Regions from separate parts of the Mus musculus genome. Here region 1 is linked to region 2. Evidence: chromatin contacts called from public HiChIP or PLAC-seq data. All regions are on one chromosome and are shown on one strand. The core of a region is the stretch at or near the end of the contact, and the rest is flanking DNA. Distances in the headings are between cores, read along the strand shown. Region 1 holds the start of Med18 (mediator complex subunit 18). Region 2 overlaps Phactr4 (phosphatase and actin regulator 4).

What was found. HiChIP or PLAC-seq counts read pairs in DNA pulled down with a chosen protein or histone mark.
Region 1: a contact with region 2 is called in an H3K4me3 HiChIP or PLAC-seq map of embryonic stem cells, with 18 read pairs. The contact joins the promoter of Med18 here to the enhancer-like site in region 2. A contact is called at or near these places in 1 of 15 datasets of contacts at CTCF or cohesin (CD8 T cells), 2 of 484 Hi-C or Micro-C datasets (embryonic fibroblasts and embryonic stem cells), 3 of 115 datasets of contacts at active chromatin or transcription factors (the SCID.adh cell line and embryonic stem cells) and 3 of 9 other capture datasets (adipose tissue, liver and pancreatic islet).

Annotation. Positions count from the first base shown.
Region 1 is chr4:132,460,591-132,465,622 of GRCm38.p6, reverse strand. It overlaps Med18 (mediator complex subunit 18), which reads left to right and starts at 1,702. Exons shown (of 3, transcript NM_026039.3): 1 at 1,702-1,849; 2 at 2,615-2,758. The coding sequence starts at 2,686.
Region 2 is chr4:132,385,757-132,390,922 of GRCm38.p6, reverse strand. It overlaps Phactr4 (phosphatase and actin regulator 4), which reads left to right. Exons shown (of 13, transcript NM_001161797.1): 3 at 3,858-4,031. Among named protein-coding and RNA genes, the nearest start is that of Phactr4, 34 kb to the left of the region's middle. Within about 2 kb of position 3,107, at least 16 of the 459 cell types and tissues checked have an H3K27ac peak or open chromatin away from gene starts, as enhancers often do. A contact at or near this core is called in embryonic stem cells, where this site is marked.

The sequences.
Region 1 (5,032 bases), core at 453-2,952, 76 kb before region 2:
CTTCGTTAACCTCTTAAAACATTGCCTTACAGGCGTTATTAATATTATTTACAGTGCTGGGGATCAAACCTCAGGCCTGACACCCTGTACCACTGAGCTGTATAGCCCTGCATTTTTCTTAATCTTAAATACTCAACTTCTTGTTGTTGTCTGAATGTCATAAGTGATTATGTTGATATATACTGAACTAGACCATTCCATGATTACAAAGAAAGATGTATTAGAGATTAAACTGTCAAGCCATGGGAGGAGGTGGCAGAAAGAAGAACAAAGTGGCAGAGAAGCAAGCTGATTTCATGTGACAGCAAGGTGGAGCCCTGAGCTGATACAAGCTGCCCAGACTGACTGGGAACCAGGTACCCTTGCCTGAGGTAGTGACCTTTGGGGAAATGTTAAGGAGGGAGGGGTCCTGAAAGATTAAGGGTGCCTCACTCTATGTCCCTTATGTGTTTGGCATATGTACAGAGTTCAATAAGTACTTGTTGAATTTAAAATCCTTATCTATCTATCTATCTATCTATCTATCTATCTATCTATCTAATGTATATGTGTGCCTAGATATATGTGTACCATGTATGTCCTTTAGCATGGATGCCAGATGAGGGTGTCAGATCCCTTGGAACTAGAGTGGCAGGTGGTTGTGAGTCACATGATATGGGTGTTAGGGCTGAACCCAGGTCCTCTGAATAACAGCAAGTGCTCTAAACTGCTTAGCCATCTTCCCAGCCCCTAGTTATTTATTTATATTTTGTGTTATGAGTGTTTTTGCAAGTGTGTATGCATGTCTACCACACGGATGCAGTGACTGATGTAGTCAGACAAGGTAATAGAGCCCCTGGAAAGGAAATTATAAATGGTTGTTAGCCACTATGTGGGAGTTTGGGACCTCTGAGAGAGCAGCAGGGGCTATTAACTGCTCAGCCATCTCTCTAGCCCTTATTAATTAACTTATTTATTTATTTATTTATTTATTTATTTATTAAAAACCTCACAATATTGTTTAAGCGTTGAATGGCTCTGCTGGAGAGATCCTTACCACAGCTTCCCAAGGTTCTCAGATTTGAACTGTGCCTGGTCCCATGTATTTAAAGTTATGGTATGCACTGTAAATTGAACAAGTTTGCTGTTGTTTTGTATTAAACTTATGGCCTTGCACATGTCAGACAAGGCTCTAGCACTGAGCTGTTTCTCCAGACCCTTGAAAGCACACAAAATATTGTTCCTGCTGAGGTCTATATATAAATACACAACGCTGTGGTTAGCGTTTCCGATTTACAACATACCCCTTCCTTTTCTTTTTCTTTAATTTAATTTTTAACTTATTCATTTTACATCTCTTTCACTGCCAGCCCCGCCACCTCCGCCTCCCTTCTTTTTCAATGTGACTCTCCTTCCTCGCTCCCCCCAGTGGCTGAGTTCAAAATTTAAATATGGTATCCAATCGGCTTTATGAGATCTGATCAAAACATCCAGGTCGTCGAAGCTGAAAAAAAAAAAAAAAAAAAAAAAAACGTATCCTAGAGCTGTCCTATGACAGTCACCTTCCACGGTACCACTCTAGACTAGGACCCCAAAGCAACAGCAGCCCCGAACCTTGCGCGTGCGCTCTTGCACACCGGTGCCAGAAGGCGGGCGCGTTCCTTGCCCTCTCGGCACCCTTACTTTTCGGGGCGGTAGCGGAGAAGTTTCCTGTCCCTCAGCTTCCTACCGGAAGTGCTGAAGGGAGAGTTTGGCGGTTTCTCTGGCTCTGCGCTGGCGGCATTTGGGGGTGCGGATTGCGGGTGTGCACGCGTGGATTTAATTCCAGCTTTACAAGGATCTGTAGCGCGGACGGAGACGTGTTGCTAGTGTAAGTGCACACGTGTCCCGGCTGCCCGCGTGGGAGGACCGGGACAGTCACTCTAACTTCATATTTCCCGCCTGGCTCATTTGCAGAGGCGTTCTCATAAAGGCAGAACCAGTTCTAGTTACATCGCTCGTGTGCCCTGGGGCCTTTCCCTGAGTCTGCATGGCCTCCGCATAGAGTGAAGGGTGGACAAGGTCCTTAGGTCTCCCTCGGATCTTTTCTTTTGTTTTTTCTTTGAGACAGTCTCACTGTGATGCCCTAATTGGCCGGGATTTGCTATATAGACCAGTCTAGCCCGAAGCTGCAGCCGTCCTTCTAACTCTGTCCCCAAGTATTGAGATTACAGATGTTCCCCCCAACACAGCCGGTTTTTATTTCTTTATGTTTGGAAACGAGGCCTCTCAGTGTAGCCCAGTGTAGTTACCATTTTTGAATATGAATGTCGGTTTCTTTCGAGCCAGGTAGTGGGTGGGGGAGACGAGGGCTGTGGGGTTAAACACCCTTGGTCTTATTTTAAACGAGACAGTAGGTTTCGGAACAAGAGGTTACATAGCTGCCTCGAGATTACATAGAAAAACGTTTATAAGGTTCAGAACTTGATACTAGATGGCTATTCCGTATCTCCGGAGCTAGAACCCCTCTTATTCCCGAGTCACCCGTTCTTGGAACCGGCTGTATAAGCAGATGTGCAAAGTTAAGACTGAATGAGCTTTGGTTTCAAGGCCACTGCCGCAGCAAACAGGGTATGGACAAGTGTGACTTTTCCAGGTGGATCCTGTGCTTCTCCGGTTGGAAGATCTGTTTGCAGTTCTGTTGTCTTGAACCTAATTAGAGGCATCATGGAGGCGCCTCCAGTCACCATGATGCCCGTCACTGGGGGCACCATTAACATGATGGAGTACCTCCTGCAGGGTAAGTCAGCCAAGGAGCTTGTGTTACCAAGTTTTCAGTTTTTTCTGGCTAGAGCAAGTTGAGATGACTTATAGGCAACTGTAGGGTTCCTGTAACTGTGTTTAAAAGAGGGTGGGTGGGAAGATGGCTCAATGGCCAGAAACTCACTCTGTAGACCCTTCTGGCTGCAGGGGCCTGGGATTATAGATATTTACCACTATTGTCCTATTGTCTGTTCTCTCTCTCTCTCTCCCTCTCTCCCTCTCTCTCTCCCTCCCTCCCTTGCTCTTTCTTTCTTTCTTTCTTTCTTTCCTCTATTTTTGTTTGTCTCCGTATAGTTCTCGCTGTCTATAGACCAGGCTGGCCTCGAACTCAGAATTCAGAGGTCCATCTGCTCTGTCTCCCAAGTGCTTGGGATTAAAGGCACAAGCCACCACTGCATGACTTTCATTTTTTTTTTTTTTTCATCTTGAAAAATTAAAACTCAGGCCCGAGGAGAAGGCCCAGCCGTTAAAAGCACTGGCTGCTTCTTGGTTCAATTCCCAGCACCTACATGGCAGCTCACAACTGTGTGTAACTCCAGTTGCAGAGAATTTGATGCCCTAGTCTGGTCTCCATGGATTCAGGCATACAGGTAGTTCACAGATGAGCTTGCAGGCAAAACACTCCTTCTTACACATAAAATTTAAAAACAAAAAACAAGAACAAAACAAAACAAACCAAAAAAACCTCATACCGAGTCTCCCTCTCACCTCTCCACTGTGTTTCCTACCTTAGCTGCTTAGATGCCCCACATGAGTGAGGTCCCCAACTGGCTTATTTCTCCTAGCATTATATCCTTGATAAAGTCATGTCCTATGACAGAATTTATATTGTTTTTGTTGTTTGGAAGCAGTACTAAGGAGCCCAGGCTGATTAATTTTTTTCAAGTATGATTAAAATGATTCTTTTAGATTTTTAAATCTTATTTTATCTGTATGAGTGTCTTGCCTGCATGTGTGGGAGTCAGAGGTCAGACAAGTATGTCCAGTTCCCTGAAAAGGAGTCGTGGACGATTATGAGCCACCGTGTGGGTGCTGGTGGACACCGAACCCAGGTCCAGCACTCTTAGCTGCTGAGCCTCCTCTCAAACCCCCAGGCTGACCTCTAACTGGCTGGGTGTCCAGGAGCAGTGTTAACCTCTGATCTTCGGGCCTGAGCCTAACTGTGTGCATGCGCTGTGCATGCTGACTGGGCTGTGTCTGTTGTTGAGTTAGCATTGTTATTTCATAGTTCATTCATTTCGGTACGTGTCTTAGCTTTTTGTTGCTCCACGGCCTCCATTTTAAATGTGTATATGAGCACATCACAGTGCCCTCACCTCTCCTAGTACAGTTGGGCTGGGCATCTGGTCTCCTTCTCATTTTTGGTTACAAAGAAAACAGCTGATACAGGTCAGGGGACATGTGGTGGTTTTATCTTTATATTTATTTTTGGAGCTTCAGTTTTTTTAATTGTTTTTTTTTTTTTTTAAGATTTTTTTGTTTTGTTTTTGTTTTTGTTTTTCGGTTTTTCGAGACAGGGTTTCTCTGTGCAGTCCTGGCTGTCCTGAAACTCACTCTGTAAACCAGGCTGGCCTCTAACTCCAACTCGGAAATCCACCTGCCTCTGTCTCCCAAGTGCTGGGATTAAAGGCATGCACCACCCCTGCCCAGCTTTTTTTAAGATTTTAAAATACCATTTTTAGTTCTCTGTGCATGTGTTTCAGGGGATGGTACATGCATGCGAGGCAGGAGGTGCTGGGATCCTTGGAGTTGGAGTTACAGGTTGTGAGCCACTTGATGTGGATGGGATTGAACTCTGGCCTCTGCAAGAGCAGTACAAACTCTTTACCTCTGAGTGGTTTTCCCAGCCCCAGTCTTGCAGCGACTCTATTGCCTCAGACTCCTGAGTGCCTGCATGCCTGGCTCAGTTAAATAACTGTTTAATCTTATTTAATCTTTGTTGTTGTTTAATTTTATTATTTTATAGTGCTAGGAATTGAACCCCGAGCCTTCTGTGTCAGTCCTCAGCCGTTAAGCTCCATCCCTCAGCCTTGGTCCTCTTGGTGCCTTGATCAAACCCCAGCAAGGCCTTGCATCTGGAGCACATGGTCTCTCACAGATCTACACCCAGCCACAATGATTTATTTATAGCCAATGCAATTTTTCCATTTGTAGAACAAATTCAGATTTTCTTTTTCATATAATTATACTTCAGAACAAGAAGCCGGGCATGGTGATAACACCCCTTTCATCCCATTAAGGCAGGCAGGTG
Region 2 (5,166 bases), core at 1,858-4,357:
GCACAGACATACATGGAAGTAAAATACCCTTACATACTAATTCCTTAAATTTTTGTTTTTGTTTTTTTGAGACAAGTTTTCTCTGTGTAGCCCTGGCTGTCCTGGAACTTACTTTGTAGACCAGGCTGTCCTCAAACTCAAAGATAAGCCTTACTCTGCCTCCTGAGTGCTGGGATTAAAGGCATGCACCACCATACTTGGCTCTTAATTTTTTTTTTAAAGTGGAAAACATAATTAAATTTGTAATTATCCAACAGAGTAAGACCTTGTCACACAAAACAGCGACAAATGACTTTGCTAACTAGAGCTTTTACTGTCCCTCTCCCAGCAGTTGCTAGAACAAGGACACAACGCACCGACACGGTGTTGTGTAACACAGTGAACTGACTTGAGCTGACTGGCACATTTGGACCACTACACTACACCCAAGCATACACAGTATACATTGTTACAGGTTTGTCTCTTTTGAGACAAGGCTTGCTATATACATAATCTATGCTGCCCTCAAACTTGTAATCCTTCCCATAGTGATACTGCTGTGATGATAAGTCTGAGCCAGTGCGTCCTGCCATGATACATTTTGTGTATTATTTTAATTTTAAAAATGACTTGTTTTGTGTGTATGTGTATTTTCCCTGTATGTTTGTATATGTACTGTGTGCATGCCTAATGCCTATCGAGGTCAAAAGAGGGCATCTGAGCCTCTGGAACTAGAGTTGTACACTATGTAGGTGCTGGGACTTGAACCTTGGTCCTCTGCAAAAGCAATGAAAATTTTTTTAATTAATTAACTTATTTGTATATATGTGAGTATATTGTTGTGATATCTTCAGACACACCAGAAGAGGGCATAGGATCCCATTACAGACGGTTGTGAGTCACCATGTGGTTGCTGGGAATTGAACTCAGGGCCTCTGGAAGTACAGCATCTCTCCAGCCCCTCAATGAAGTATTTTTAACTGCTGAGCCATCTCTCTAGCTCCTTATTATTTTATTTATTATCAGTGTGAGTGTATGATGTGTTTGGGATTGGGAGTCAGTTTTCTCCTTCAATTGGATAGCAAACTTGGTGGACAGGGACCCCTGGATATTTAGGGTTTTTTTCTTTTGTGGTGCTTAGCTGTTTGCAGAACCTCATGCCAGTGCCACACTCATAGGCGCTCCTCAGCCCTGCCCTTGTGTTTTTGAGACAGGGTCTCACTATGCATCTTATGCTGTCCTGGAACGTTTGATCCTCCTGCTTTTGCCTCCTGGTGCTAAGATTATAGGCGTATGCCATCACACCTGACTGAGAGTTTTAAAAGGATTCATGGCCCCACTTCCTGCAGATCCTGTATATTATAAAGGCAGTTGGGCTGATTCTAAATATTTGGACAGACATGTGAGTCAGTGAAATAATATGCAGTTTGTCATTGAGACTAGGGAGTGGAGAGGAGGAGGAGCAGAGATGTGAGTGAAGCCGGATGTGGTGGCTCACACCTGTCATCTCAGCATTTGAGAACAAGACCATGGAGGTTCTGGGGTTCAAGGTTATCTTCAGCTACAAATAAATTCAACGTCATCCTGAGCTACTTAAGATCCAGGTTTTAAATTTTGCTTAAAACAAGCAAAAATAAAAATACAAAGATAGATAAATAATTAAATGTTAATATGAATGAATGAATTGGAAAATATCAAGGTTCTGTTCTTCTAAAACATTTGACAAAATTAGATACTTATGAAGAGAGAAGCAAAGGAGACCCTGTTCCTGCTGGGCACTCGGGAGGCAGAGACAGGCAGGTCCCTGAGTTTGAGGCCAGCTTGGTTTACAGAGAACACTTTCTTTTTCACTTTCTGTATTTAGTGATATGTTCAGTGACCTGCTTTATACAAAGCAAAATGAGAATGTGTGTGGGTGTGTGTGTGCGAGTGTGTGTGCATGTTTCAATTGGGTTTAAACCTAGAGCCACATACATGCTTTGGAAACTTGAGGTACATCCCTACTCCTTGTCGTTGTGAATCCTTGAAAGAAAGATGACATATAAATATATTGTTCAACATAATGAAGTTTTTTTGGTTTTTTTTTGAGTGGGGGGGTTTCGAGACAGGGTTTCTCTGTATAGCCCTAGATGTCCTGGAACTCACTTTGTAGACCAGGCTGGCCTCGAACTCAGAAATCCGCCTGCCTCTGCCTCCCGAGTGCTGGGTTTAAAGGCATGCGCCACCACGCCCGGCTCATAATGAAGTTTTAAAAGCATCAAATTAAATTTTAATTTGGAACGCAGTTAGTGGATCTCTGTAAATTTGAGTTTGAGGCCAGCCTGGTCTACAGAGACTGTTCTAGGACACCCAGAGCCATACAGAGAAACCCTCCCTCACATAAAGGAAAACGGAAAAGGAAGTGATTAGCTATGATTTTTAAGCAGCAGAAGAGGCTAAGTGACGGATGATACTTTGTTGAGAGGCTTTCAGGCAGGAGCTTCTCTGTGCTGCTAAAATGTTGGCTGCTTTTCTTTATGATCTTTTCTTTAACATTTTCAGTCCAATTAAAACTTTAGGTGTAGTTTTCCTTTCTTCAGTCAAATAACATTTTCTGATTATTTCCTGGAATGCCTGTAGATGTGCTAACAGGAGATTTACAGGAGTCATATGTGGAGGCACACACCTGTAATTCCAGCACTTAAGAGGTTAAGGCGGGAGGATCACACATTCAAGACCAGACCTAGCAATCCATTGTCTCAAAAAACCTAAACCAGCCCCAAGATGCCTCCTAGGTAACGGTGCTGGAAGCCACTCTTGATGATCTGGTTCAGTCCTGGGGCCCATGCAGTGGAAGCAGAGGAGTGAGCTGCGTCTCTCTCCTCCACGGATGCTCTGTCTGTGTGCTCCTCCCCTGCCTCCACACCCACACAGATGCACAGAAGCTAAATTTAAAAAAAAAAAAATGTAATTGAAAGAAAACAGTAACACAAAGCTACAGTGTCAAAAGGAGATCATTGTGTTCAGTACAAGTGTCAGACTTTTCCTGCCTCCAACATTGTTGCTGCTAGTGGGAAGGGAAGTGCGATTCTGTGATGCAGCAAGCACCTTAACCCCAGGAGTAGGCCACAGAGCCTTTCCTTACCCCTAGATGGCTCCTGAGGCCCCTGGGACAGTGGGTGGGGCGCAGGCTGCATTGTACTGCCTTCCTGCATTTTTGTTATTGCTGCCTTCCTGCTCTACCTTCAAAGCTAACTAAGCCCTGCACATGTGTCATTATGAGGGTCTCGAGACCTTTGACCTCAGTCGTGAACGTGTAGCATGTCACCTATGTTATAGATCCTTACTATCAGGATGTCCCTAAGTAATACTGTGACAGGCAGTAGAACCTCACCTCCACTCTTCCAACTCCTTCCATGTCAGGGCATCTTCTCTAACGCCCTGTCCCCACCTCGTCTCCCAATCTTCCACAGTTATGCAGCGCTCTTTGTGTGTGGGGAGAAAAATGTGATACACAGACACAAGGTGTGAACACTTGATGACTTGCCTGTCCCTGAGTTACTTGAATCGTGGGAATTGCTGAGAGGGTAATATTTAACAGCGATCCCCTCAGTCTCCGGAGGGAGTCCTTGCTTCAGTGATACAGAGCTTATACTGTATTGTGTATGCTAATGATGTCGGCTTGATTCTAGCATCTCCCTAAATTTTCCTCTTAAATGGCTTCTTTAGTGATTTAAGTTTGAGTTTGGGCCTTTGTCCATGTAATGTCCGGAGTGTGACTGTCTGCGTGATTGTCATTGCTCTGATTCTTTCCGACTGCTACAGGAAGAGGGGACATTTTTAGAGGCTATATAAGGATAATAAATTGGCTGTCCCTTCCCGTTCCTCTCCATGAACAGAAGAAGCAGAGCAGCCCTCTGGAGACCCAGGCATGGGCATGGACAGTGTGGAAGCAGGGGACACAACACCTCCCACCAAAAGGAAAAGCAAGTTCTCAGCGTTAGGCAAGATCTTCAAGCCGTGGAAATGGAGGAAAAAAAAAAGCAGTGATAAGTTCAAAGAGACATCAGAAGGTAAGGTACTAAGATTTAAATGTTCTGAGGAGCGAGGGGGGTGCCCACCTAGTTTGAGCAAAGCCCTGGGCTCTTCCCCGATTGCAGAGAACCTGGTGTGCTTGTGCTCTGCAGCTGACCCCACAGAGGGGAGGCGCAGAGATAAAAGGATCAGAAGTTCAAGGTCCTTTTTAGTTAGACATTGAGTTTCAGGCCAACCCGGGCACCAGGAGATCTTGTCTCTAAACAAACAAACAAACAAACAAACAACTAAACAAGGCTTCTATTTTTTTTAAATATTTATTTATTGTTATATGTAAGTATACTGTTGTTGTCTTCAGACACACCAGAAAAGGGCATCAGATCTCATTATGGATGGTTGTGAGCCACCATGTGGTTGCTGGGATTTGAACGCAGGACCTTTGGGAGAGCAGTCGGTGCTCTTAACCGCTGAGCCATCTCGCCAGCCCAAGGCTTCTATTTTTAAGAGTTCCTCATTTGGGCTAAGGAGGTGACTAAGCAGGTAAAGTGCTTGATAGAAACACGAGGACCTCAGTTGGAACCTGCAGGACGCACGTAAAGCCAGCTGCACACACACTGTTGTAATGCAGTGCTTCTGTGGGGCGATGAAAAGATAGGACAGAAAATCCCCAGAGGCCTAAGGGCCAGCTGGTGTGCAGCAACCAACCGAGAGCCTGTCTCAGCCAAAGAGATGAGCCAGAGCTTACTGACCTCCACAATCATCCCATGTCATGCGTGTGCCCAGTGTGCTTGCACACAGGTACATACACGTTGTACATATGCATAAAAAAGAATAATTCCCTGAGTTAGTTGGGCTTGGTGATACAGGCTGTAAATCCCAGCACTTGGAAGATGCAGACTGGAAGAGCCAAGAGTTTAAGGTTATCCTTGGCCACACAGGAAACTCAAAGTCAGCCTGGAAACAATAACAACAAAAGCACTCGTGGGTTCCATTGACTGATGGATTATTTGACTGATTTACCAGATGGGATCCTGTAGCACAGGGCTTGCTTGTATTCTTGACATAGCAAGAATGATCTTGAACTTGTGATTTTCCTGCCTAGCACTAGGATTGAAGGAATGTGCTGTGTCTGGTTTATATAATGCTAGAGCTGGAACTAGGGCTTTGTGCTTG